Regions from separate parts of the Mus musculus genome. Here all the other regions are linked to region 3. A link is a contact called in public Hi-C data. All regions are on one chromosome and are shown on one strand. The core of a region is the stretch at or near the end of the contact, and the rest is flanking DNA. Distances in the headings are between cores, read along the strand shown. Region 1 has its middle 20 kb from the start of Tmem154. Region 2 overlaps Tmem154 (transmembrane protein 154). Region 3 has its middle 73 kb from the start of Gm31096.

The links. Hi-C and Micro-C count contacts between places; a contact is called where the count stands out from the background.
Region 1: a Hi-C map of liver shows a contact between it and region 3, with 3 times the contacts expected there. The contact joins two enhancer-like sites. A contact is called at or near these places in 1 of 484 Hi-C or Micro-C datasets (liver), 1 of 115 datasets of contacts at active chromatin or transcription factors (embryonic stem cells) and 1 of 9 other capture datasets (embryonic stem cells).
Region 2: a Hi-C map of the Ba/F3 cell line shows a contact between it and region 3, with 2.3 times the contacts expected there. The contact joins two enhancer-like sites. A contact is called at or near these places in 3 of 484 Hi-C or Micro-C datasets (the Ba/F3 cell line, the G1E-ER4 cell line and Th1 cells) and 1 of 115 datasets of contacts at active chromatin or transcription factors (extraembryonic endoderm stem cells).

What each region holds. Positions count from the first base shown.
Region 1 is chr3:84,645,210-84,647,909 of GRCm38.p6, forward strand. No RefSeq gene overlaps it. Among named protein-coding and RNA genes, the nearest start is that of Tmem154, 20 kb to the right of the region's middle. Within about 2 kb of position 1,447, at least 94 of the 459 cell types and tissues checked have an H3K27ac peak or open chromatin away from gene starts, as enhancers often do. A contact at or near this core is called in liver, where this site is marked.
Region 2 is chr3:84,677,474-84,680,173 of GRCm38.p6, forward strand. All of the region lies in intron 1 of Tmem154 (transmembrane protein 154), which reads left to right. Among named protein-coding and RNA genes, the nearest start is that of Tmem154, 13 kb to the left of the region's middle. Within about 2 kb of position 1,353, at least 92 of the 459 cell types and tissues checked have an H3K27ac peak or open chromatin away from gene starts, as enhancers often do. A contact at or near this core is called in the Ba/F3 cell line, the G1E-ER4 cell line and Th1 cells, where this site is marked.
Region 3 is chr3:85,193,834-85,196,533 of GRCm38.p6, forward strand. No RefSeq gene overlaps it. Among named protein-coding and RNA genes, the nearest start is that of Gm31096, 73 kb to the left of the region's middle. Within about 2 kb of position 1,333, at least 120 of the 459 cell types and tissues checked have an H3K27ac peak or open chromatin away from gene starts, as enhancers often do. A contact at or near this core is called in the Ba/F3 cell line, the G1E-ER4 cell line, Th1 cells and 1 more, where this site is marked.

The DNA.
Region 1 (2,700 bases), core at 197-2,696, 550 kb before region 3:
GGCAACAGTTTTGCTTCATCTGTTACCAGATAAGTTTGCTTTAAAGAGGAAGCAAGTCTGGAGAGGTCAGCACAGCAACAGGATCAAGACAGCACACCAAAGAAGTTCCTTTTCACCTCCCAGGGCAGCAATGAAGAGACTGGTGCTCCATCAAGAGGCGCCCAGGCACAGTGGATGAGGGAGGAGCCCTTGAACCCGCAGGGCAGGCTCTGGCAACTGTTTTTTCTTTTTCTTTCCACACCACAAGACTGTCTGGCTGAGACAGATTGGGGTTCACAGAGTCCAGAACATCATTTTGTTTTTGTGGCTCTCCCTGAGGGCCAGTTAGAGAACAATAAGCCGCTAACCAGGATCGGGCCAGCCACAGCGGGCTCCAGGAGGAGTGACTTTCTTGTGTTTTAGGGTGGGACCTGCCTACGCTGGAAATGGCTTTCACTTCCCTGGTCCTGTTCTAGAGACTTCTGGAATGCTATTTGCAGGCTTGGAGATACTCAGGTTTCAAATATTTCTTTTTTTCCCCCCACTCTCTGATTCTTTTGAAGTTCCCTTCCCTCATCCTTCCCATTCACCAAGAAAGGTGTCCCTTCTCTTTCCCGCCTCAACAGCATTAAAGGTCACATGTTAGTGAGAATACAGTTTTTAAAAAAAAGCCACTCCCTAGAACTAGGTGCATGCACTGACAAAGAACCCTGGGTGTGGCTGAGCAGGTTCACCCGGACAGGGCACTCTTGGGGTTGATCTTTCGCTAGGGAAAGTATCCTCCACTAGATAGTTCTGGACTTGAATCTTGATCCCAAAAGGACCCTGGCTTGACAGTGCAGAGCATTCTTTCTGCAAGTGGCCAGCCTGGGGCCTCTACTGTACCAGCGTTTCGTACTGACTCACCCAGGCAGCGCTTTGCTAGACAATTTACTGTTTTTCTGTAGCCTTCAAACTCCAGCTATTAATTTTTGAGTGTGTTTAGGTGCAGCTGCAACACAGAAGTTTTGCTCATTGATTTCTTGAAGCATTTATTATGCTATGTAGGCTGTTGTTATGAATCATTTAGATTTATGAGCCAGTGCCTGCTACCCTGCAGAGCCCAAGGATCCTGAAGAAATCGTTTATACACACCCAATTCTTATACGTCCTTGAATGGGGTTCTCACCAAGCATACAAAACAGGAACCCCACGGGAGGTAGCTGGCTTTATTTCTCCTTGGCCTGGACATGGCTGAAGGCTGCCTTACCTTCCTGCTCCAGGGAACTCTTAGAGAAGAACAGAGGACTAAACATTGAGTGGAGAAGGTAGACTCCAGGAATGTGTGTAAAGTGAACGGTGTGAGGCAGTGGCTTTCTGTGCCAACAGTTCTGGTAACTTACCTGAAATGAGAGTTCTCAGACCCCACCCAAGACCTGCTGAGTCAGGACTCTGGGGTGGATCCAGTGATCTGTGTCGAAACCAGACTTTATGCGTGCCAAAGGATGAGTGTGGCCAGCGTGGCAAAGGGCCTGAAACCAAGAGTCACTCGCCCTGGAAACTTCTCCAAGTCTACAGTTTACAGTGAGACAATGGGGAAGCCGCTCTCCTTCTCAAATGGGAAAATAGTGCCTTGATATGGCTTCAAATAATTTTTCACAGACCAAATACTGTTGTCAAGGTGAAAGGCATTCAGATAAGACATCATGTGAATGTAAAATATACTTATTATTTTTTGCATAATAAGAGCTCCAACAAAATTCAGATACATTGGAAATCAGTGTCTAAAATAGTTTAACTATGACATTACATATATATATATATATCTTGTGTGAGTGTGTGTGTGTGTGTGTTTGCTGGGGGTTGAGTTTAGAGCCTGATGCATATGGATATTGCTGTACCAGTAACATAAAAATTAAGCTCCCAAAATATAATTTTAAAGGTGGATATTCTAATTTGCTTTAACAATGGGTGTGTGTGCATGTGTGTGTGTGTGTGTGTACGTGAGAGAGACAGACAGACAGACAGACAGAGAGAGAGACAGAAAGCCAGTAGGAGTTAATTTTCTCTTCCCTCATGTCATGAGGTTCAGTGACAAGTGCCTTTACTTAATGAGCCATTTTGCCAACCCTTTAATAATGCAATTCACAAAGTCAAATGGGAAATACATAAAGCATCCCTGTTAGAGAAAAGTGGTTCTGGTTTTTATTGTGCATTAAAAGAAGCATCTTTAACCAGCTGCTCTTCTGGCTTCAGGGCATTTCTGTTTATCCTAACTCCTGTCAAGTGGACTCAAGGATGAGTGCGCTGGGAGTTTATAGAGAGTGAAAGGACTTACACAGACACAGGTGGGTGACGTTTATTTGTTTTCCTGTTTCATCCTCAGTGAAAATGGAGCCTGGCCGATCAGCAGCGAGCACAACCTCCACAGGACAGGAGTGTGTGGCTGTCTCTCAGCTTTTCAGGCTGGGCTTGTTTCCTTTCACTTCCTTTCAAAGGCTCCATTGTCCTCTTCTTCAGTCATCTTTGTTTCTCTTCTCTGAACTCTTTCCAGATCCTTCAGGCACAGCCTCTGTTGATACTCAGGCTTCTCACTTAGCGAACTCGAGGCTGTATAAGAACCCCAGTGTCCATCAGAGACCAGGGAGGATTCTGGGAGGATGATCTCATAGCCCAGCTCCCTTCCCCACTGAACTTCCCCAGCAAAGCTCTGTCCTCGTACCAAGGTCAAGGCTGTGGCTG
Region 2 (2,700 bases), core at 103-2,602, 520 kb before region 3:
TTCAGTAATTCTTAGGCCAGCAAGCTTATTTACCAGAGTCATCTAGGAAGACTTTAAGGAAATATTATTAGGACTAGGGCTATCACTCACCAGAGGACTCTGTGTGTGTGTGTGTGTGTGTGTGTGTGTGTGTGTGTGTGTGTAGCATGAGGAAGGTCCTAGGACTGCTTCTAGACATACATCCTGTTACCCAGGATACATCCCTACACAGCATCAAGTAACTGGTGAAACTGCGGGAAAATAGCTGTTGGGACAACTGATCATTATTAATCACAAAATGAAATTATTTAGGCAACAACTCTCAGACCAGTGAACTGTCTTGAGCTTTAACTCAAACCCACTATGTCAGGACTCTGGGAGAAGAACCTGGCAGTCTATGCTTTATGAAGCTTCCTGGATAGTTCCAAAGACTGGAGGCTTAAACCACCATGCCATGCCATCAGCAGACCTTTTCGGGGAGACTCAGGTTCCCATCTCTCAGACTTATTCAGGAAGGGGAGTGCTCCTGTCATGATATATCTGCCCAGCATCATCCAGAAACTCAGCTTTCAATGATAACCTTAAGCATCAAGTTCAGCTGAGAGAGTTGGGTCCTAGGTTTCCAGGGCCTTGAGTTTGAGTCTTGTCAAGTTTACAGAACGAACAGCAGAACAAGAGTGAGTTGAGTTGTTAGCCCAAGGAAGGGCTAGAAGCAGAGAGTTTAGAGGTTGGTCTCAACCTTGACTGCACCCTGCATTCCCCTGCAGGTAATTCTCCCAGCCTTCATCCCAGCCTCTGATATAGATACCATGTGAGTGAGACCTGAGTATCAGGCATGCAAGGTGCTCAGGCAGTGGGAATGTGCAGCTAAGGCAAAGATGACCTTGGCTTCTGAACTTTATTGTTTGAGACAGGAGCTCGCGTAGTAGTCAAGGATGACTTCGAACTTGTGATCTTCTTGCCTCTACCTCCAAAGAGCTTGGACTGCAGGCATGCTTAGTTTTCCCCAGAGCTGAAGTTACACCCAGGGCTTCACGCCGGACAAGCCTTTATCACCTGAGCTATATCCCTATACCCACTTGGTTTCCTATTTATTTATTTAGCTATTATTTTAATCTTTTTCTAACAGACTTTGGGCTCCTCACTCTTTGCTCCATGCAGATGTCAGGGGTGATACTTAGGTAGAACTCTTGGGTTTAGTTTCTTGAGTATCCTCAAAGTCACACATGTGGTCGGTTAGTCCACAGAACAGGAGAGAGAGCACAGGACACCAGGTGTGCCTTGTTCCATTTCACTGTCTGAGTTATAAGTACCTAAGTCATTGGGGCACACACTCGGCAAAATCAACAAAGGCAAGAACAGGCCCAGCACAGGGCACGATATCCTGAATTAGGAAGCCCTCTTCTATTGTTGCTTTAGTTTGTGGGTCCTTAGCAGGGAAGTGGGGGTACTCCCCATTTCAAAACCAAGAAGGGTCAGGGTGTACTGAGTGGTAGAGCACATGCTTAGCAAGCAAAAGGTCCCCAGCACCATCCAACCACATGCTCTTTATCCTCACTCTAGCACTAGCTTAACAGCACAGCAGCAACCACAAAACCTAGAGATCTCGATTACACATTTGTTCCACTTTCAAAAAAAAAAAAAGAGAGAAGTTAGCTGGCTTGCTTCACCAAGAAGCAAACTCATTTCCACTCAGTGGCTGTCCTCAGGACGATGACACAGGCATGCGTGAGGCTCAGATACTGGAGCTATCAGACCTCATCTCATTTCTTCCCCGACTCACAAAGATTTTCTCCGGGGTCCTCACCAGATGTGCACCCTGTGAGTCCCAGATGTGTTTGCATAAATACCGTCAACAAGCATTTGTAAGTGAGCCTTCTTTAGTATCTGCTGACTCAGGGCCGAACAGTCAGATGATGAGATGTAGCCTACCTTCAAGTTTCTGACAGTGACATTGTGATGTTAAAAGGTGACATTGAGTCATTCTTTAAGGACCAGAAGGAGAAATGATGAAATGAAGGAGCTCTGGGAAGTTTGGGATGGGGTCACTTGATATAACCATGACCAGGCCAGCCATCAGAACACTCCTGTTGGAGCCCTGCTGACCGGTGGCAGGCAAGGCCTACCTGCATTTCACACACTGCCTTCAGGGTTTCTTCTGCCTTTTGCTTGCTGACACCTCTTCTTTCCACACCCACTGTATCCTCACCCCACCCTCAGCTCTGCCAATTTTATCCCCATCCCCACCACTCATGTCCTGAATAATATCCAAATTGTTAGCCCCGAAATATGAGAATAAATGAGGAAGTTATAGCAGGTGGGCGGAACTCCCGAGGGACAACCAAGAAGCACACCAGGAAAGAAGATAGGTAGACGAACAAAGTTGACATCAGGTATGCCGCCCTGGTGTCTGTGCCCCAGGCTGAGAAGGCACGGCACTTACCCACTCACCTGCCTTCCGGAGCACTTTTAGGGAACAAGTTCTAAAATGGGAAGGGCTCTTCCAGGGTTCCTTCGTTATGAACATGGAGTCGGGGAAGGAGTGGATATGTAGGGTGTCTGAGGCAAAAGAAGAAAACCTGAAAGCCCCGTGGAGCTTACTTAACCTAGGTAGCGCTCATTTTCTGGAGATCTGTTTTATGGCCAGGGTGCTAGGTGCTAGACTCTAGTGCTGTGTGACATGGCACCAGTTATTGCCGTTCTTCACAAAGCAAAGGCAAG
Region 3 (2,700 bases), core at 83-2,582:
TAAAGGGCATGTCCAGCCTATTTAAGTGAATTTCTAGGGCAGAACCTCTACTTTTACCACATTATGCCTATGCATGTATAGTTAGGCATACATGTGGTTAAAATGAGATACATTATGGGGAGGGACATTCACAGATAAATGAATATATAAATTAATCTATCAATCAAAATAGAGGACTCTCTGACCACAGCTTCTCCTGCCTTAGATTCCATAAAAAGCCTGGGGTTCTGGGTACCTTCATTCATGTGGCCTGCTGTCAATCTTGACAGTGTGTCCCTCAAATAAAGTTCTCTTGCTCCTTTTGTAAATCTGTGTAGCCCTTATTTTCAGTTTTCTGGGAAAGAGGCTGAGAACTTGGAAACACCCAACCCCATCCTGACCTCAGACCACCAGTGACAGAGATGGTCTGCTATGGAATTTAAATGAGATCTTAGGCTGGCTCCTGAGTGCACTGGGGTTACAGCTGATAAGGTGCCACCCGAGGACGGCTCCAGGAAGTGAAGACGTTTCATTCATAATCAAACGTCAATAATCTAGTTTGTGAGATTCTCGGGAGATGTATGGGAAGGATGCAGGGCAAACTCAAGGTCATATATACTAAGGCCCTATGCACAGTTCATTGCTATTTTAACATTCTTACTTTAAAATATCTCTCTACGAAAGGAATATGGTCTCTATGCCAGTACGCTTACAACAGATGCTAGTTGTGCCGAAATGCTTGACTCCCAGAGAGTCTTTGATTAGATTCCCAGAGTAAGGGGCTCCCTCCCTTTCACATGTTCCCATAATCATCCCCTTTTCTCCCCTGCCTCACATAGGTCAATGACTAGATCCTGATGGGCCCCACCTCTAAAGGTTTCTACCATCTCCCAATAGTGCCAAGTTGGGACAAAACTTTCAACTCATAGGTCCTTGGGACGCAATCTAAATCTCTCTTTTGCCATTTTAGATCATTCCCCACTCTCCAGAACTCAACCCTCTGACCTCCATTTTTAGTTTTTCCAATGAGGGGCCCAGCAAGGAGGCAAAAAAGTTAGGCTCCTCATTCCCGGCTGCTTTTCCACTCATGGCTGTGGATTCTACCAGGACTCGCTGTTGCAGAATATTTGATCACACTGGGAACTCTGAGAGTATGCTGTTTACTGGAAAAACCTGTTTTTAGTTGTGCTGTGTCACATGCCTTTAATCCAAGAGCTTTTTGTTTATTGTAAACATGATTAAATAACACCAGCCATAGGTCAGAGCAAGCAACCAGCTGACAGGGAGTAAACACAGGAAAAGAACCACAGAGTGTGAGAGGAAGTCAGGAGGGCGGATAGAGAGGCACACAGGAAGTAGAAGGGAGGGCCATTCAGTTTGAAGGGTTTTGGAGACAATGTGAAGAAGGAGAGCTTGCTCTGCCGTTGGGAGGTCGGCTGAGGAAGAAGGTCAGCTGGGTGCTTTCTCTGCCTCTCCGAGCTAGCAGGCTTTCACACCAGCATCTGGTAAATTGAACAGTTGAGATTTTGTTAACAACCTTTCCTCACTCCTGAGCCCCACAGGGCTCCAGGAACTGCTCTCCTTCTCCACCCTCGGGGTTAGCCACGGGAAGCTTCCCAGGGTTCCTTTCGGCAGTTCTCCGTCCCTCAGCTGTGCCTCAGGAGACCAACAGAAAACAAAATGTAGTTTCTGCTAGGACTCTACATGATGCAATGCAGGAAAAAAAAGTTTACAATATAAGGTGAAGTGACAGAATCAGGCTAGAACAATCTCAGCCTGCATACAAATAAATATATTTAGAAAAAAGAAAACATTTGTGCACAGAGAGAGGAAAGACTAGAAAGAAACATGGGAGGATCTGTCACAGTGTCTGGGCTACAAGGTTACAGGTGATTTTTCTCGTCTCTATACAACTCTATATTGTACACTTTGTGTATTTGTTTATTTTGAGACGTGATCTTGCTATGTAGCCCAGGCTGGCCTAGAACTTGTCAATCTTCTTCTACTTAGATTCTAGTCTATTGTGCACATTCTTAGAAGTAACCATGTATCACCTTTAAAGTGGAATATATATATATATATATATATATATATATATATATATATATATTTAAACAAAACTGAAAGTGAAATTGGTTTTTTTGTAAATAATAGATCATAGATTTTTTTTAGTGAATATATGATAATATATCATAGTATATAGGATATTGTAGTATAGAAAGAAATATAAGTATTTTTTGCTGAGCCTTAACTATTATCATTTACATCTCACCCATTACTGGGACTGCTCCTTAAGCCTGCCCAGTGCCTAATATAACTTCTGTGGGGCAGCCTTTTCAGAGGCTTCACTTCTTTCAGCTCTGGCTTTGGCCTGGTGCTCAGCTGTGCCTGGTGGTCAGGGAGGGGAGAAGGGAGAAGGGGCCTCAGTGCAGCCGATAGGTCAGTCTGAGCAAGCCAGTAGTGTGTTGACAACTCTCTGGAGTATATCCTTGGCTATCACTTTATGCTAGTTGGTGGATATACTAAGTGATCTTAGGTCTCTATTAGCAAATATCATGTCACTGTGCTTGGAATCAGAAACCTGCTACAAATACCGAACAGCAGTTAACTTATTAAAATTAACATTCAGACTTATTAATAATTATTCATCTGTTTATTAATTTATATATGTATATGTATTTATGTATGTATGTATTTATACAGGGTCTCAGTGTATAGCTT